5 separate regions of the Mus musculus genome follow, and regions 1, 2, 4 and 5 are each linked to region 3. A link is a contact called in public HiChIP or PLAC-seq data. All regions are on one chromosome and are shown on one strand. The core of a region is the stretch at or near the end of the contact, and the rest is flanking DNA. Distances in the headings are between cores, read along the strand shown. Region 1 overlaps Tead1 (TEA domain family member 1). Region 2 overlaps Tead1 (TEA domain family member 1). Region 3 overlaps Micalcl (MICAL C-terminal like). Region 4 overlaps Tead1 (TEA domain family member 1). Region 5 overlaps Tead1 (TEA domain family member 1).

Region 1 (2,700 bases), core at 45-2,544, 420 kb after region 3:
GGTACTGCACCTTCTGATTGTCTGTCTGCATCCCTTGCATAGCAAGGAGACTGTCCTGGCATTTTCTGAGTATCATAGATGAAGTAATAGGCTCACATCTGTGTCAAATTCAGAGCCTTAAAATTAAAAGTCTCTTCTTTGTGCTTTCAACTGTGCTGGAGCAGGATAGCGTGATCAAAAAGGAAAGCCATGTAAATGAGGGGCTTGGGGACACTGCTCTTCAGGGAGGGTGGGGATTTGAACTTGGATCTGCAAACTCTGGGTCCTGAGGTACCCACTTCTCTACCTTGCAGCTTCTTCTGGAGACTACAGGAGGCACCAGAAAGGTGAAGATTACCCACTTCCATGTTCAGTGAGAGAATGAGGCAGATCTGAGGTCCCATTTCTCTGAGCCCTGGATAAACTCTCATGGACATGCTATTTTGTTGTAGGCTCTCTTTGTGTCATGGTGACTTGGGTGGATGCTTTGGTCCCTCCCCCACCCCTTTGGCACAGACTGTTCTATCCCAAGCCAGTGAGGCAATAAATGAGAGAAAATGACCCTTCCTGGTCATAGAAAGTGGCAGCTGGTGAAACCTGAAGACTGTGTGTTCCAGAAGGAGAGGTGGCCACAGTAGAGTGTGAGGCTCTACTCACACACTTTGCCTGAAGAATGTTTACCTTCTTCATGGTTGTCAATAAACGGTCCTGCAAACCCAACCTTGGCTCTGTGTATGTGTCTCCTGCCTGTGTGCCTGTGTAGATGCCCAAGGTCCATGTTGGGTGTCTTCCTTAGTGGCTCTCTGACCTTATTTTCTGAGCCTGAGTATCTCATAGGGCTAGAGTTCACCATTCAGTTAGACTAGCTGGCCAGTGAGCTCTGTGTGTCCTGTCTCAGTGCTGGGATCTGGGCCTCACTCCCACACCACGGGTTAGGTGCTATGGATTTGCTAGGTCCTTCTTTCTGCCTGAACCATCCCCCTAACTCCCAGCTTGACTCTTAAGGGCAAAAGGTGCCATTGCTCCAGGGCCACTCCATGGATGGAGACCTTTTCCTGGCAGACACTTGATTCACAAGGACGCTAATTATCCCTTCTTCCTCCGGCGGCTCCTCAAACAATCATCCCGCTTGTTTAGTGCACAGTGTGGTGTTGGAGAGTTTGGCCTTTTTGTTTAACTGTATGTTCATATTGTTCTTTATGTACTTAGTTTATAGCTTATGCAGCAGACATTCCGGTCAATTAGCTTCTTGTCCTGCAAACTGGGCGCTGCTGGGCTCCTTTCTTCCTATGCTGTGTGGGTTGGTTTCAAGTTACAGGGTTTTTATTGGCTCCTCTTTGCTGAACCCTGGTTTCCAAAGCCTGGTGTTTATGAGCTGAGTTTCTTAAAGGTACAGTTTCCTTTTTTTTTTTAATGAGTTGCAATGCCTAGCACATTTGAACAACAAAAATGAGGATATGAGGTGTATTTGGAAGTGTGTGTTGTATGTCTGTGTTTTAAAAGGAACATTCATTAATAAAAATTTTAAGTGAAAGCTAGGAGGAAATCGGCTCAAGTAGTGGATATAACCCTACCTCCTACTCACAGCCCCATTAAAGACAGACTCTCACGTATTATTCTGGCTGGCCTTCATTTGTAGACCAGGCTTACCTCAAAACTCCACAGAATGGAGAATGATCAAGAAGACATATGGCATTTGGGTCTCCATATACATGTACCTATATACATGCAACACACACACACACACACACACACACACACACACACACACACACACACACACACACGACTCTAAGTGAATGAGTCTCACCTTGGGTTTTTTTCTCATTAGTTTCAGTCAGCCCAGGAAACCTTCTTCTTGATTTTCATTTTTTCCTGTTCACTCCACATCTATCTTCTCTTTGGTAGGATTCTTGCCTTTTGTTTTCATCTTGGGTTTTTGGAACCTGCCTCAAACACTTGGGAGCAAGATGGAGTAGAATGAGCTGCTTAAATTCTGTTTTGTATTAGGCACCAGTTCTACAGATGATACCATTATGGAATGTACGCAGCATCACTGAAAGTTTGTATTGCTGTTTAAATATTGGAAAGAAAAATTTATGTTTTTCCCCCCTTTTCACTTTCTGGTTGATTGTTTGTTTTGACACAGTCTGGTGTAGCTCATATAGCTGAGATACTGGCCTTGAACTCACTCCTGCTCCTCCCATCTTTACCTCCCAAGTGTTGAGATTGCAGGTGGGCACCGCCATGCCCACACCATGCCTTCTGATGCCTTACTACCTTCACTTTGTTGATGCTGGTGAGTGTGTCATAGTGCAGGTGCATTTGGAGGTATTGTTTCAGGGTTGTCCCCCCAAACTGAAGCACAGCACACAGCATTTTACACTGGTCTATTTTGAGCCAGAATAATACCCAAGTTTCTACACGATAGTCTTGGCTATACCATTGACTTCCCACAGTTTCTCATGGTACCCAGCCCAGAAAATCTATGAGAATTTAGGAGTTACTCATCCCAGCATCTCCTTTCTATTCCCTTGTAAGTTCTCTTTGAGTTTCACTCATTGGGGGAGACTCTTACCCATCTCACTGGGGACTGCCCTGGACATGGAAGGTAGGTTGGAGGTGATGATACAGAATTCTTCTGAGTCATTAATGCCAACTGTGATTGGAGCATAAGGCACGTCTCATCCCAGTGCCTTTGTGCTGAGGGTTTGTTCTTAT
Region 2 (2,700 bases), core at 55-2,554, 330 kb after region 3:
AGAGGAGTGTCTGGAGCTCCACTGTGCTGCAACATTGTGGCCCACTGCAGATGCTGAGTGTTTTACAAAGGCTTGGGTCAGGGGTGCACGTGTTCAGTTCTTTCTTGGATCGTGGAAAGGTTGCATATGGCTTGACTTATTCTTCTTCTTAAGCTTTTATTTCCTTTGCTTTTTATGGGCAGCTCCTAGCTAGCTAGCTCAGGTCAATTTTTTTTCCCCCTATGTAGAATTTTTTAGATTCCGGGATTTTACAGATAAAATACAAACCAACTAAATTAACAACTGAGCCCAAATGTCCATCTGTATAATAAATACTTTGGACATATTTTATGGTTGGATTAGCTGTTTGTGATCTTAACTTCCTTACAGGTCACGAGTTAATAGGGTGACATTCGGAGAGTTGGGGGTCTTTTCCTCTTCTTTTTAGACTTCTCTTTGTTCTCCCCCCACCCCCCCGCCCCGCTCCCATTTCCTGTCCCCACCCCCATGCACTATGTTTGTGTCTTTGGAGATAAAAACATAAAAGGAATGGTTTTTAGTCACACGCCTTCAACTCTCTCACAACGCAGCTTTCCTAAATGATGTACTATAGACTGAGAAGAGAATCGCGGCATTGTAACAAATAGCCTGTGACTAAAGCAGGAAATCTCAGAGAGGTGTGTTTGAGGGTGTAATCCTAGCTGGTAGTATGGGGGAGTCTGACGTGTTTTTCAAGTTGGTCTTGACTCACCCTGTTCTTTCTGGAATGTTTGCTATCCTCAGTATGACAGCGTCGCCTTGATGACAGGCTCTCTCACTGGGCCATGCATACCAGGGCCCCAGAACTGGTTTGCTTATTTGCCTGGGGAGAACTGTGGAAACACCCCCTGCAAGGGGGGGGGGGCTTGCCACAGCAGCACTCAGCGTCTGACGGGCACTCGGTGACTGGGCTCCAGGCTTGCACTGGGGATGCCAAGGTTAGGTCTGGCCTCACAGTGCCGCCCTCTCCTCCAACCCTCCCTCACTCCTCCCTCACTTAATGGTGGCCGCTCTACCTGGGTGATGCTGGCCGGGTGCTTGCCTGGTGGGAGAATCTAAAGTTGGCAGTGTAGCCGGGTGTGCGGTGGCTCTGTTGCTATTTAATTTGTTAATGAAACACGGAGCCCATCCCCCCTCCTGCACACCTCTCCGCTGTTTGCGATGAGGCACAATTAATTTATTTGTGCTGTCTGTGGAGGCGGATGGCGGCTAATGCAGTGAGGGCTTTTATCTTTACGTTTGTAATGAAGAGGAGCAGGCTGCTGGCAGATTGACAAGGCTTACAGATGACTCACTAGCCGGCTGCAGATGCTTTCTTCTGAAATAATAAAATGTGCACTCGCAAGCCGGGTTCCTGCGTGAAACAGGCAGAGCTGGTTTGGGAAAGTTCATGCAGAAGAAAGAAGAAGAAAAAGGCGGGAAGCTCCCTGTGGGCTGCCTGGCCCGACTGGCTGGACTGGGGCAGGGCTCCTCTTGCCCTTTTTGGAAGGGGAACTCCTAGCCTCCCCTCCCTGCTCACTCTCCAGGTTGGCTCATTTCTGTTGCCGCAGACACCATGCTCACAACCACCTCTCTTGGGGTCCTATCGTGAATCACGTGGTGAGGCCTGCCTAGGAGGCCCCAACGTTTGCAGCCCATTTGCTCTCAGCCTGCAAGTGTATCTGGGGTTCCTCTGGCCTTTGTGTCTCTGGGTCTGGGCTTTGGTGGTGGCCTTGTTTATCATGAGTGACATTCTGTCACCTACTCTGACATAACAGTTACTATAGCAGTTTATCTAATAACTGCTACTTAATTCAGGAAAACTGCATTTTCTAAGTTGGAGGCATGTGGACTAAAATGACTATTCTCTTGACTTTCCAGTTGGGATATTCTGACATTGAAACGTTTTGTGAGTTGGATTTGTTTTATTCCTCATTCTAGAGATGAGGAAATGGAGATGGGTAGAGATTAAAATAATGTGTCTGTAATCACAAGGGAAGGTACTGACCTTGAAAGCCAAATGTCCAAAACTTGACCTTAAGATCTTTCCATGACACTGATATTCTAAGGATGAAATAAAACATTCATAAATGGCTGACCATTGCAGTTTAAGAATTAGATGAGATTATCTATATATCTATATATATTTATGGTATATTTCTATAGTTCTGTAGGCTAGCTGGAAACCACAAGATACTTAAAAGTTACCTTTTAAGCGTACCTGCAGTTCATGTGGTTTAGGCAGGTGGATTGTCCTGTGTTCGAGATCAGCCTGGGCTGGACTACAGACCGTGACCCCTTAGAACCAATGGGTATGGGGGAAAGCTGAAAGTCTGCTATGGGTCTGAGAAATGCATTGTAAAGTATACTTAAGTACTGAATCAGTTGCAGAGGGCCAAGTGTCAGCGTCCAGTTGCACCTGTCTCCTGTGCCAGCAACACAGACATGAACATGTTATCCTAACTGAGCCAGAAGGAGCTATGGGGATCTTACAGATGGAGCGACTCTGAGGATACTATTCACTTATCTAACCCATGCATGCCCACAATAATCAGCTGAGCTCCCACCGGGCTGGGAGACAGGCTTAGGCTGTGAGCAGAACATGCAGGCCTGTCTCCAAGGAACTTGCAGTCAGTGGAGGAGAACACAGTTGAGCAGGCACTGCCATGGCCAGTGACAGGAACAGTAATGAAGAAGTTGGGA
Region 3 (2,700 bases), core at 5-2,504:
GTGTAGAACCGCCAAGGAGACTCACCTTTGGGTCACCTACAAGGATGTTTCTAGAGAGGGTCAGCTGAGGAACAAAGACCTACCCTGAATGTGGACTGTCAGTGGGCTGAGCTAGAGAGCTGAAAGGGACTAACAAGGAGTGTGTGACAGCATTCATCTCTCTCTGCTCCTGACACACTCAGAGGTGAGAGAGCGAGCAGCCTTCCACAACACACCTTTCTTGCCACAATGGACAGTATCCTCAAACTGTCAGCCAAAACAACCCTTCTTCCCTCAAATTGCTTTTTCTTTTTTCTTTTCTTCTTCTTTTCTTTTCTTTTCTTTCTTTCTTCCTTTCTTTCTTTTTTTTCTTTCTTTCTTTTTTTGAGGTACTCTCATCTGGACTGACTTCAAACACTACCACCACTTCGCCACCCCCATCCCACCCCTCCACCCCACCCCCGTGTAGCCAAAAATGACCTTGAACTTGTGGTCATCCTATACTCCCCCCCACACACACACACTCTCAAGGACAGTGCTGGGGATCTAAGGCAGAGCCTCCTGCATGCTAAACAAATGCTATGTCAGCTGATCTCCAGCCCTTAAGTGACTCCATATCAGATATTTAGTCACAGCAAAACCATTCCCAATAGCTACCAATAGCTCATATACCAGGTACCGTTCAGACCTTGGACTGATTGTCTTTGCTCTTCCACAGTAATTCTGCACATAGGAATCATGGCAGCAGGGTATAAAGTCAGTTCCTCAAGCTCCTACACTCAGGGAGCACTCAGTGGCTCTGGCCCCACCCCCACCCCGTAATTTAGTGGCTGGAAGCAAAGATGCATCTCTGCCCAAAGAGAACACAGCCTCCTCCTGCCGTGATGCCACTCTCTGATTCTATCTTTACCTGAGCTTTCCCATCTGGCAAATTAAAGTGGAAAACAGCAAACTCCCTCCCCTGAGAGGCTGGGTTGTTAGATGCATGTTTTGTATTATTTTGCTCTGAATAACAGCGTATGTAAATGTGTCGCTGGAGGTTAAAATTACCCTTATTTTGTAACACTTGGCTGCTCCCACTGGGGTGAATAGTTGAAAATTATAGGGAGGCTGGAGAGGATGTTAGCTGACTTGGAATTACTTCCCTCCTTTCTCCCCACCCACCCCACAGTTCTATGCAGACACAAGCTGCCACTGTAGCATCCCTTCCCGTGACTAAGTTCTAGCTGGTTCTGCTGTGCAGCGAGCAGCACAGCACGGGTTAATCCTGGTATTAACATAAACTCCATCAGGTGTATGTGCAGGGGCAGATGTTCTTGCTGGGAAAACCGAAAGTCTCCTGTGGCACCTGGAAGCCCCCACCACACCTGGTTCCCAGCCAGATCACAAAAAGGTGTTTGGTCAACATGGGTGTGTTTCGGTGCTGGGCCATCCAGTTCATGTTTGGAGCTTGGCATGGCTCCTCAGTTTTAGCTGCCCCACGGGCCCTGCTTTGTTGGGCCGTCCCTATCTTAAACTGCTTTTTCCTGGCATTTGAATCATCCCTTCCATGATGTGATAATATCTGCAAGTTGGGAAAATAAAAGTGGCATTTGTTTAGCCATAATTAATGAAATATTTATGTTGCATGAGGCTATGTGATAAAATCCTTAGGCTTAGGGTCCTTTTGCTTCTGATTACATTTGGGATTTTTTTTTCTATGACCAGACATTCTGACGCCAGCTCTTTTACACTGAGCAGATGTCGTGTAGTAAAAATGGGTGCCAGATGCTGTGGGCCGCAGAAGGGCGATTTGTTTAAGAGCTGGCTCTGACTTTTTTTTTTTTTTTTGCATTCAATTACTAGGCAGAACAAACCTTACCCCATCGGTTAGGTAACCCAGCTAACTTCAGATATGCATTTTCATAATAGATTTTGGATTCAAAAGCAATGTAAGCAAGGATCTTGCCCCAGTAAAGGGTGTTTAAGGACTTCCTTGATTTCTGCATAATACCTTGTTTTGTTTTGCTTTGCTTTGCTTTGTTTTGAATGTGAGAAGAGCCCAGGCAGAGCTCTTGGCAGGAATCCAGAAATGTAATTAACGTGGAGGGCCAACTTTTCAGTGGCCCTGAGGTACTGCTTTCCCAAGCTCCTGGCAGGTGCAATGAGGGGTGGGCGGCAGGAAGCAAATGGGGTGAGGGAGGAGGAGGCAGCTGTGAGGCTGGAAGGAGGAGAAGGAGGCAGCAGTTTGGTGAGTTCTCTGGTTCTTGTTTCAGACCCTGTAGCTCCAGTGACAGAAGCCACCTCTTCTCCCACCTCGTCCTCTGCAGAGGAAGAAGCCGACTCCCAGCTTTCCTTAAGGATAAAGGTACCATCACTTGCAACACCATACAGTGCCTTCGCTGGCAGGGGCTCCTTACCCATCCAGGTTTCAGAGCCAATGTGGGCTCCAGCTGCAGAAGCCCTCAGGAGGATCAGGCCATGCTGCATCTGAGGAGTACCCTCCTTTATGTCTGGAACCCCTCCCCCAAGATTTGTCTTCTTAAAGACAAAAACCTCAGCACACGTCAGGGAAGGGAAAAAAGACATATTGACTTAAAACCATTTGGCAAATGCAGTGCTTAAAGTGGGTTTAATATGTGGTCCAATAAGCAAACCATTGAAAATTTTCAACAAGCAGATGTGTATTTCCCCAAGGGAAGCACAACTTCATTTAAGAAGCACTAGAGGCAGATTGCATGG
Region 4 (2,700 bases), core at 184-2,683, 490 kb after region 3:
GATCCATTATCACCACTCTGTCTCACATTTAAAAGTAGGGGGCTAGAGAGAAGGCGGCTTGGAGCGTAGCAGTTGAAAGCATGAACTGCTTCTCCAGAGAACCAGAGTTCAGATCCCAACACCCAGTCGGTGACTCAGCACCACCCGTAGCTCCAGCTCCCACAGATCAAACACCCCTGGCTTCCCTGTACACCTGCACTCATGTACGCAGTCGTGCATGCACACAGTCAGGAAAAGAATAAAAATTATAATCTTTTGAAAGTAATACAAGTTAGTTACAAGTAATTCAAGAAGATAAAAGAATACGATATAAAATGTGAGACAGACTCTAGGCCCAGTTACCTGTCAACCCAGTCTGAGGGTTGTACATGGATGGATACAGTATTTGTATACAATTAGGACATTTTCTTACAGCAGTCAGCATTTGAGGATATGTCTTAGTTTTTGTTCTTTTTAGTAAAGATGACTCATTAGCATTAGTAGAATTATTGGGGGAGTAACTAACACTGAGGCCTTCCCATTTAAATTTAAATCCCAGAGCTAGTGTCTATGAGATCACTGGAACGCTTGTGTACCAAAGTACTGGTGATGTGTATCTGCCATGCAGGTTTCACTGGGTAACCTATAGCTTATTCACGTACAGCTGTTATTTCACTGTGTGTGATTGGTTGCCTGGTGGTTGTTGCTTATTTAAGAGGGACATTTCATGGATGGAATGTCCCTCTTAAATAAGCAACAACCTGGGAAAGTGGCAGCATTCTTTGTACACTGATGAACTAGGTAAGGTCAGGCCACCTCCGCTGGACGCCCAGGACTTCATTACCTGGCTCAGTTGGAAAGCAAGCAGTCTGAACAGAGACTTAGTTGGTAGGGCTAAGACCTTGAGTCTATGACAGTTCCAGCCTGAAGCCTACAGTGGGTCCTTACCTGGAGTTGTGTGGGTAATATTAATTGCATTTTTGTAAATGAATACTTGCATTGGTGGGAAATTTGCAATGCAAACAGACAGCCTTTTCAGACGAGGCTTATTGTAATTAGAGCAAGCTTTTAAGATTCTTTGAAGTACTGAATGTTTATGAAATTCAAATGGGGGTGTGCAGTCTGCACAATAAAGGGTCCCGGTGGTGTTTTTAAAAATCGTCTATTTTGTGGATGTAAATATATGCCATAATTAGTGGGAAGTAAGTTGAAGAGCTAGGCTGGCTGAGTTTATTCCTGTTATTCTTATTTAAAACAGCTGTGGCCTCTGCTTCAGTGGTGTTGTGTCAGGGCACACAGACTCCAGTGAATGGCTGCACTCAGGGGCCCACTTCCCTGCTGGCAGCCCCTTCCTTCCCTGTCCCCATAGGCAGGCTGTCTAACTGGAGCGGTGTCCAGCACAACGCAGGCCTCCCCTGCCCAGACCCCTGAATCCTGTGGGGTGGGCATGCAAATGAAGCAGTGTGGGAGGGCTCTGGGGCTGCCAGCTCTCTCCAAACCTACCCCCTCGCTCCCTAGTTAAGCTCAGTCTCTCAGGGCCCCTTTGCCCTGTGCAGAGCAATTGTCCTTTGGCGCCTGTGGGAGCAGCTGCAAAGCCCGCAAGGCGTGCCCTGCCTGGCCTAGCCTCACCATGTGGCAGGCCTGGACAGCCGCCCACAGCAAGGCCCAGCTCCTGGTGCCGCCTGCCAAGCAGCCAGATGCTGCCATTGGGAAAAAATTGCTTCACAATTTGAAATCTTGGTCCTTTGATCATGGCTCAGAGAGGATGCAGAGGGGAGATTCAAAGTGGTGGTTTGAAAACGGCCCATCCATCAGTTCCCATTACACTGGCTCTTGTCAAGGACAGTCCTGGATGGTTTTCATTTCTATAACCTCATAATTCCTGCCCAGCCCTCTGCACACTCAAAAATGAAGGGAGATAAGTTGGAAGGGTATGTCCACAGGCTGCCCCTGCCCCTTTATGTCTTTACCTTAGGGGTTCTCTCCTTACTCACCCAGCAAGCTTTGCCTTGTTAGCCTGTGACACCGCCAAGTGTCCTTTCTATGTGGGCTGTCAGCTCCCTTGTAGCCAGTTCTCCAGAGGCCACAGGGTTTGCAGGGACAGTTTCTCTGTCCTTGGCCCTTTGCCCTGTCCCCTCTTCAGGGTCTGGATCCCACACACCTAGACCAGGCTTCATTTTAAAGATTTTTTTTTTCTCCCTACCCAAGACAGGGTTTCTCAGTGTAACAGTCTGACTGTCCTGGAACTCTCTTTGTAAACCAGGCTGGCCTTGAACTCACAGAGATCCACTTGCCTCTGCCTCCCAGGAGCTGGGATTAAAGGCATGGACTACCACACTGGACTGATAATTGCATTTTTCATGTTTGCCCCAAAGCACAGGTCTCCCCCCCAACCCCTAATCCATGAAATTGAACAGTGAACCATAGCTTTGAATAAATAGGTATATTGAATAAGAGGACAATGAGGAGAAGCCATGCCTTAAGTGTCTCATGTAGCAAAGGCTGGCTTTGAACTCCTGATCCTCTTGCTTTTGCATCCCATGTGTAGATTATAGGCATGTGCCAACATTCCTGGTTTATGAAGGCAAAAGACTAAACCTAAATCCTCATGCATAGTAGTCGAGCACTCTCCCGACTGGGTTACATCCCCAGCCCCAGCGGTATATTTTTGTTGGTATATTTTTGTTTGTTTGACCTGCCTTTGACACCTGCCTCTGCCCC
Region 5 (2,700 bases), core at 161-2,660, 450 kb after region 3:
CCAAAAGATCTTTAATAATCTGGAGTCACTGGAGAGTTAGAAATGAGGTGACTGCCACAAAGCCCAAGTCACTGAACTTGTAATGGGAAGGTTCAGAGTCTCCCAATGCAGACACCGCGCTCTCCTTCCATCTCAAGTGCTGAACTGGCCTGTTGGCCAGCACGCTCTGCTCACTTGCCCAGTGACCCCTTCACGGGGGGATCTTCTAAATGTAATCAAGTCCCACTGAAATCGATGCGGTTTTGCTTGCCCAGTGGAATCACTGTGTTAGAGGCCTGTCTGGCAGTTTTTCCACACCCAGCATCACCCTCGGGGTGCCTGTTGGCCACAGTTGGCGACACCACTCTAGTGTTGTTCAGCAAAGCTGAGTGGTTTTTCAGACCAGATTTTTAACTGGCTGGCTGGTTGTATTCACACATCTCTTTTTGTAATAATATGCAGATCCACTTGGCTCCCAGGCGATTCCCAAAAGTGTGGAAGGATTAAAGACATTTTAAGGGGTTGGGGTGGGCGGGGAGGCTCTGCTAACTGGGTCCCATTTTTCTTTGAGATCTAATTTATGTGCCGGTATTATTTCAGCATTTGCCACAGAATCTAGAGTCCTCCAGGAGATCAGAATCCAGCTCACAGCCTCAGCTTTGATTCTGTAGAGCATGCTAATTTATGGACAGTCCTCTCTAAATTGAGGAAGGGGAATTTTCTTTCTCTCCCGATACTGAGATGCTGTAAATATTTTAATTTATCTCTACCCCCGCCTTTTTAAAAATTTCATAAAGAAAGCATCCCTCCTCTCTCTTCTTATGGCTCTCCAAATAAGGTTTTTCCCAGCACCCACCTCTCATCTCTCTGGGTGGGAACATGGAGACGAGCCTGCCTAAAGTTCTGAATCAAGTCACTGCCACGAGGACCCTGTCCATAGAGCTTTAGAGAGGTGCTGGGGGCTTGGTGTCTGGCTGGGACTGTATGTTCCTAACTGCAGAGCTTCGTTGAGATGCAAATAACCTCCCCTACCCCACCCCTCCCAAGGAATAGCGATTTTATATTTGATTTCCTTTTTTTGTTTTTGTTTTTGTTTTTTTTTGTTTTCTTTTTTTCTCGTTTTGTTTCCCCCGCATAAACCCGAAAAATGTAGGTGTCTAGTCATATACAGGTCTTAGCAAGAAAGAAAGTTCGAGAAATTCAAGCCGCCATTAAGGTACGTCTGGCTTGCCCAGTTGTAGGGGGCTTTTCATCTCCATGGTTACAGGCTTTTCCTTTGTTTTCCTCCCTTCCCCTACCCTGCAGGTGTCTAGTCACATTCAGGTTCTTGCCAGAAGGAAATCTCGTGATTTTCATTCCAAGCTGAAGGTATGCGCTTTTCTGCTTTTTGGCTCGTGGTTGCTATGCACCTCACTTCCTGTTTTCCATGGTGACTGGTGAATGCCTGGCGCTGGGATTCTTGTAACCTAGCTTCCTAGCATGTGAGGGCTGTTTACATTTCTTTGTGTCTAATCTCTCTGTTTTTGTACGGGCCTCACGTTAAACTCTGTGTGTGCGCGAGTGTGTGCAAGTTTCCCAGTAACAACGCAATCGCAGTCGCAGCAGAGAGCTGATCTCAATAACTTCAGCACAGAAATGCAATTAAAAGAAGAAAAGAAAAAGAAAAAGAAAAAAAAAATCTTCTAATAACTGTCCTGTAGCAATTTGAGAATCAGCTAATGGATAGTCTAGTATAACCTTAAAAATAAAATAAAATAAAAATAACTGAAAAGGATGAAATTGTCTCCAGTTGTTGTGAAATGACTTTTATAATACATTTAGCACTGATTCTAATTTATGGTTTTGGATTTTTAAAAAAAAAAATTAATGTATCTTTTTTTTTTTTAAAAAGGGCTGGAGAGATGGCCCAGAGAACCCTGGTTTAATTCTCAGAATCCTTATAGCACCTCACAATTGTCTATAACTTGAGTTCCAGGGGATCCAATGCCATTTTCTGGCCTCTGCCAGCAAAACACACATATACATAAGATAAATAATAGTAATTTGAGAAAATACATTTTTATATGTATCTCCTTCAACACAAATTGTCTTCCACATTGTCTGATATGCTGTTTTTTTAGTGGGTCTCCTTAGTAGAGAAAGCTAAACCAGACACTGTGGCTTATACCTGTGATCCCCGTAGAAAAGAGGCAGGGAGGGGCTGGTGAGATGGCTCAGTGGGTAAGGGCACCCGACTGCTCTTCCGAAGGTCTGAAGTTCAAATCCCAGCAACCACATGGTGGCTCACAACCACCCGTAATGAGATCTGGTGCCCTCTTCTGGTGTATCTGAAGACAACTACAGTGTACTTACATATAATAAATAAATAAATCTTAAAAAAAAAAAAAAAAAAAAAAAAAAAAGAAAAGAGGCAGGGAGCATGGCTACAAATTTATAATGAGATACCATCTCAAAAATACAGAAGAGAGCGCTGGCATGGTGGTGCATGCCTTTAATCCCAGCACTCAAGAGGCAGAGGCAGGTGGATATCTATGAGTTCCAGGCCAGCTTGGTTCACAGAGCCAGTCTAGGACAGCCAGGGCTCTGTTACACAGAGAAACCTTATCTCAAAAAACAAAATAAACACAGAAAAGAGAGAAATAAAGAAATCTGCAGATATGGCCACAGGCAAAAACAAAACAATAAGACAAAACCTAACGATGGTCTTGAAGATAAGATAAT

The links. HiChIP or PLAC-seq counts read pairs in DNA pulled down with a chosen protein or histone mark.
Region 1: an H3K4me3 HiChIP or PLAC-seq map of craniofacial prominence shows a contact between it and region 3, with 6 times the contacts expected there. The contact joins two enhancer-like sites. A contact is called at or near these places in 7 of 484 Hi-C or Micro-C datasets (the N1E-115 cell line, differentiating embryonic stem cells, embryonic stem cells and 4 more), 3 of 115 datasets of contacts at active chromatin or transcription factors (craniofacial prominence, embryonic basal ganglia and embryonic forebrain) and 1 of 9 other capture datasets (embryonic stem cells).
Region 2: a contact with region 3 is called in an H3K4me3 HiChIP or PLAC-seq map of embryonic limb bud, with 4 times the contacts expected there. The contact joins two enhancer-like sites. A contact is called at or near these places in 1 of 39 promoter capture datasets (neural stem cells), 1 of 15 datasets of contacts at CTCF or cohesin (the NIH/3T3 cell line), 6 of 484 Hi-C or Micro-C datasets (the HL-1 cell line, the N1E-115 cell line, cortical neurons and 3 more), 4 of 115 datasets of contacts at active chromatin or transcription factors (embryonic basal ganglia, embryonic hindbrain, embryonic limb bud and 1 more) and 2 of 9 other capture datasets (adipose tissue and pancreatic islet).
Region 4: an H3K27ac HiChIP or PLAC-seq map of stem cell-derived neural progenitor cells shows a contact between it and region 3, with 9 times the contacts expected there. The contact joins two enhancer-like sites. A contact is called at or near these places in 1 of 15 datasets of contacts at CTCF or cohesin (the NIH/3T3 cell line), 72 of 484 Hi-C or Micro-C datasets (the 4T1 cell line, the AML12 cell line, B cells and 39 more), 14 of 115 datasets of contacts at active chromatin or transcription factors (VIP interneurons, cardiomyocytes, embryonic basal ganglia and 9 more) and 4 of 9 other capture datasets (adipose tissue, embryonic tail, liver and 1 more).
Region 5: a contact with region 3 is called in an H3K4me3 HiChIP or PLAC-seq map of embryonic forebrain, with 11 times the contacts expected there. The contact joins two enhancer-like sites. A contact is called at or near these places in 3 of 484 Hi-C or Micro-C datasets (cerebral cortex and liver), 11 of 115 datasets of contacts at active chromatin or transcription factors (embryonic basal ganglia, embryonic forebrain, embryonic hindbrain and 6 more) and 3 of 9 other capture datasets (adipose tissue, liver and pancreatic islet).

Annotation. Positions count from the first base shown.
Region 1 is chr7:112,806,372-112,809,071 of GRCm38.p6, forward strand. The region is part of intron 2 of Tead1 (TEA domain family member 1); the gene reads left to right. Among named protein-coding and RNA genes, the nearest start is that of Tead1, 130 kb to the left of the region's middle. Within about 2 kb of position 1,295, at least 109 of the 459 cell types and tissues checked have an H3K27ac peak or open chromatin away from gene starts, as enhancers often do. A contact at or near this core is called in the N1E-115 cell line, craniofacial prominence and uterus, where this site is marked.
Region 2 is chr7:112,719,522-112,722,221 of GRCm38.p6, forward strand. All of the region lies in intron 1 of Tead1 (TEA domain family member 1), which reads left to right. Among named protein-coding and RNA genes, the nearest start is that of Tead1, 42 kb to the left of the region's middle. Within about 2 kb of position 1,305, at least 151 of the 459 cell types and tissues checked have an H3K27ac peak or open chromatin away from gene starts, as enhancers often do. A contact at or near this core is called in the N1E-115 cell line, embryonic limb bud, neural stem cells and 2 more, where this site is marked.
Region 3 is chr7:112,389,032-112,391,731 of GRCm38.p6, forward strand. Micalcl (MICAL C-terminal like) reads left to right here. Exons shown (of 10, transcript NM_001381862.1): 5 at 2,235-2,326. Among named protein-coding and RNA genes, the nearest start is that of Micalcl, 16 kb to the left of the region's middle. Within about 2 kb of position 1,255, at least 73 of the 459 cell types and tissues checked have an H3K27ac peak or open chromatin away from gene starts, as enhancers often do. A contact at or near this core is called in the N1E-115 cell line, cortical neurons, craniofacial prominence and 10 more, where this site is marked.
Region 4 is chr7:112,882,513-112,885,212 of GRCm38.p6, forward strand. All of the region lies in intron 10 of Tead1 (TEA domain family member 1), which reads left to right. Among named protein-coding and RNA genes, the nearest start is that of Rassf10, 70 kb to the right of the region's middle. Within about 2 kb of position 1,434, at least 112 of the 459 cell types and tissues checked have an H3K27ac peak or open chromatin away from gene starts, as enhancers often do. A contact at or near this core is called in cortical neurons, embryonic limb bud, motor cortex and 3 more, where this site is marked.
Region 5 is chr7:112,840,756-112,843,455 of GRCm38.p6, forward strand. It overlaps Tead1 (TEA domain family member 1), which reads left to right. Exons shown (of 13, transcript NM_009346.4): 4 at 1,285-1,347. Among named protein-coding and RNA genes, the nearest start is that of Rassf10, 110 kb to the right of the region's middle. Within about 2 kb of position 1,411, at least 98 of the 459 cell types and tissues checked have an H3K27ac peak or open chromatin away from gene starts, as enhancers often do. A contact at or near this core is called in embryonic forebrain, embryonic limb bud and forebrain, where this site is marked.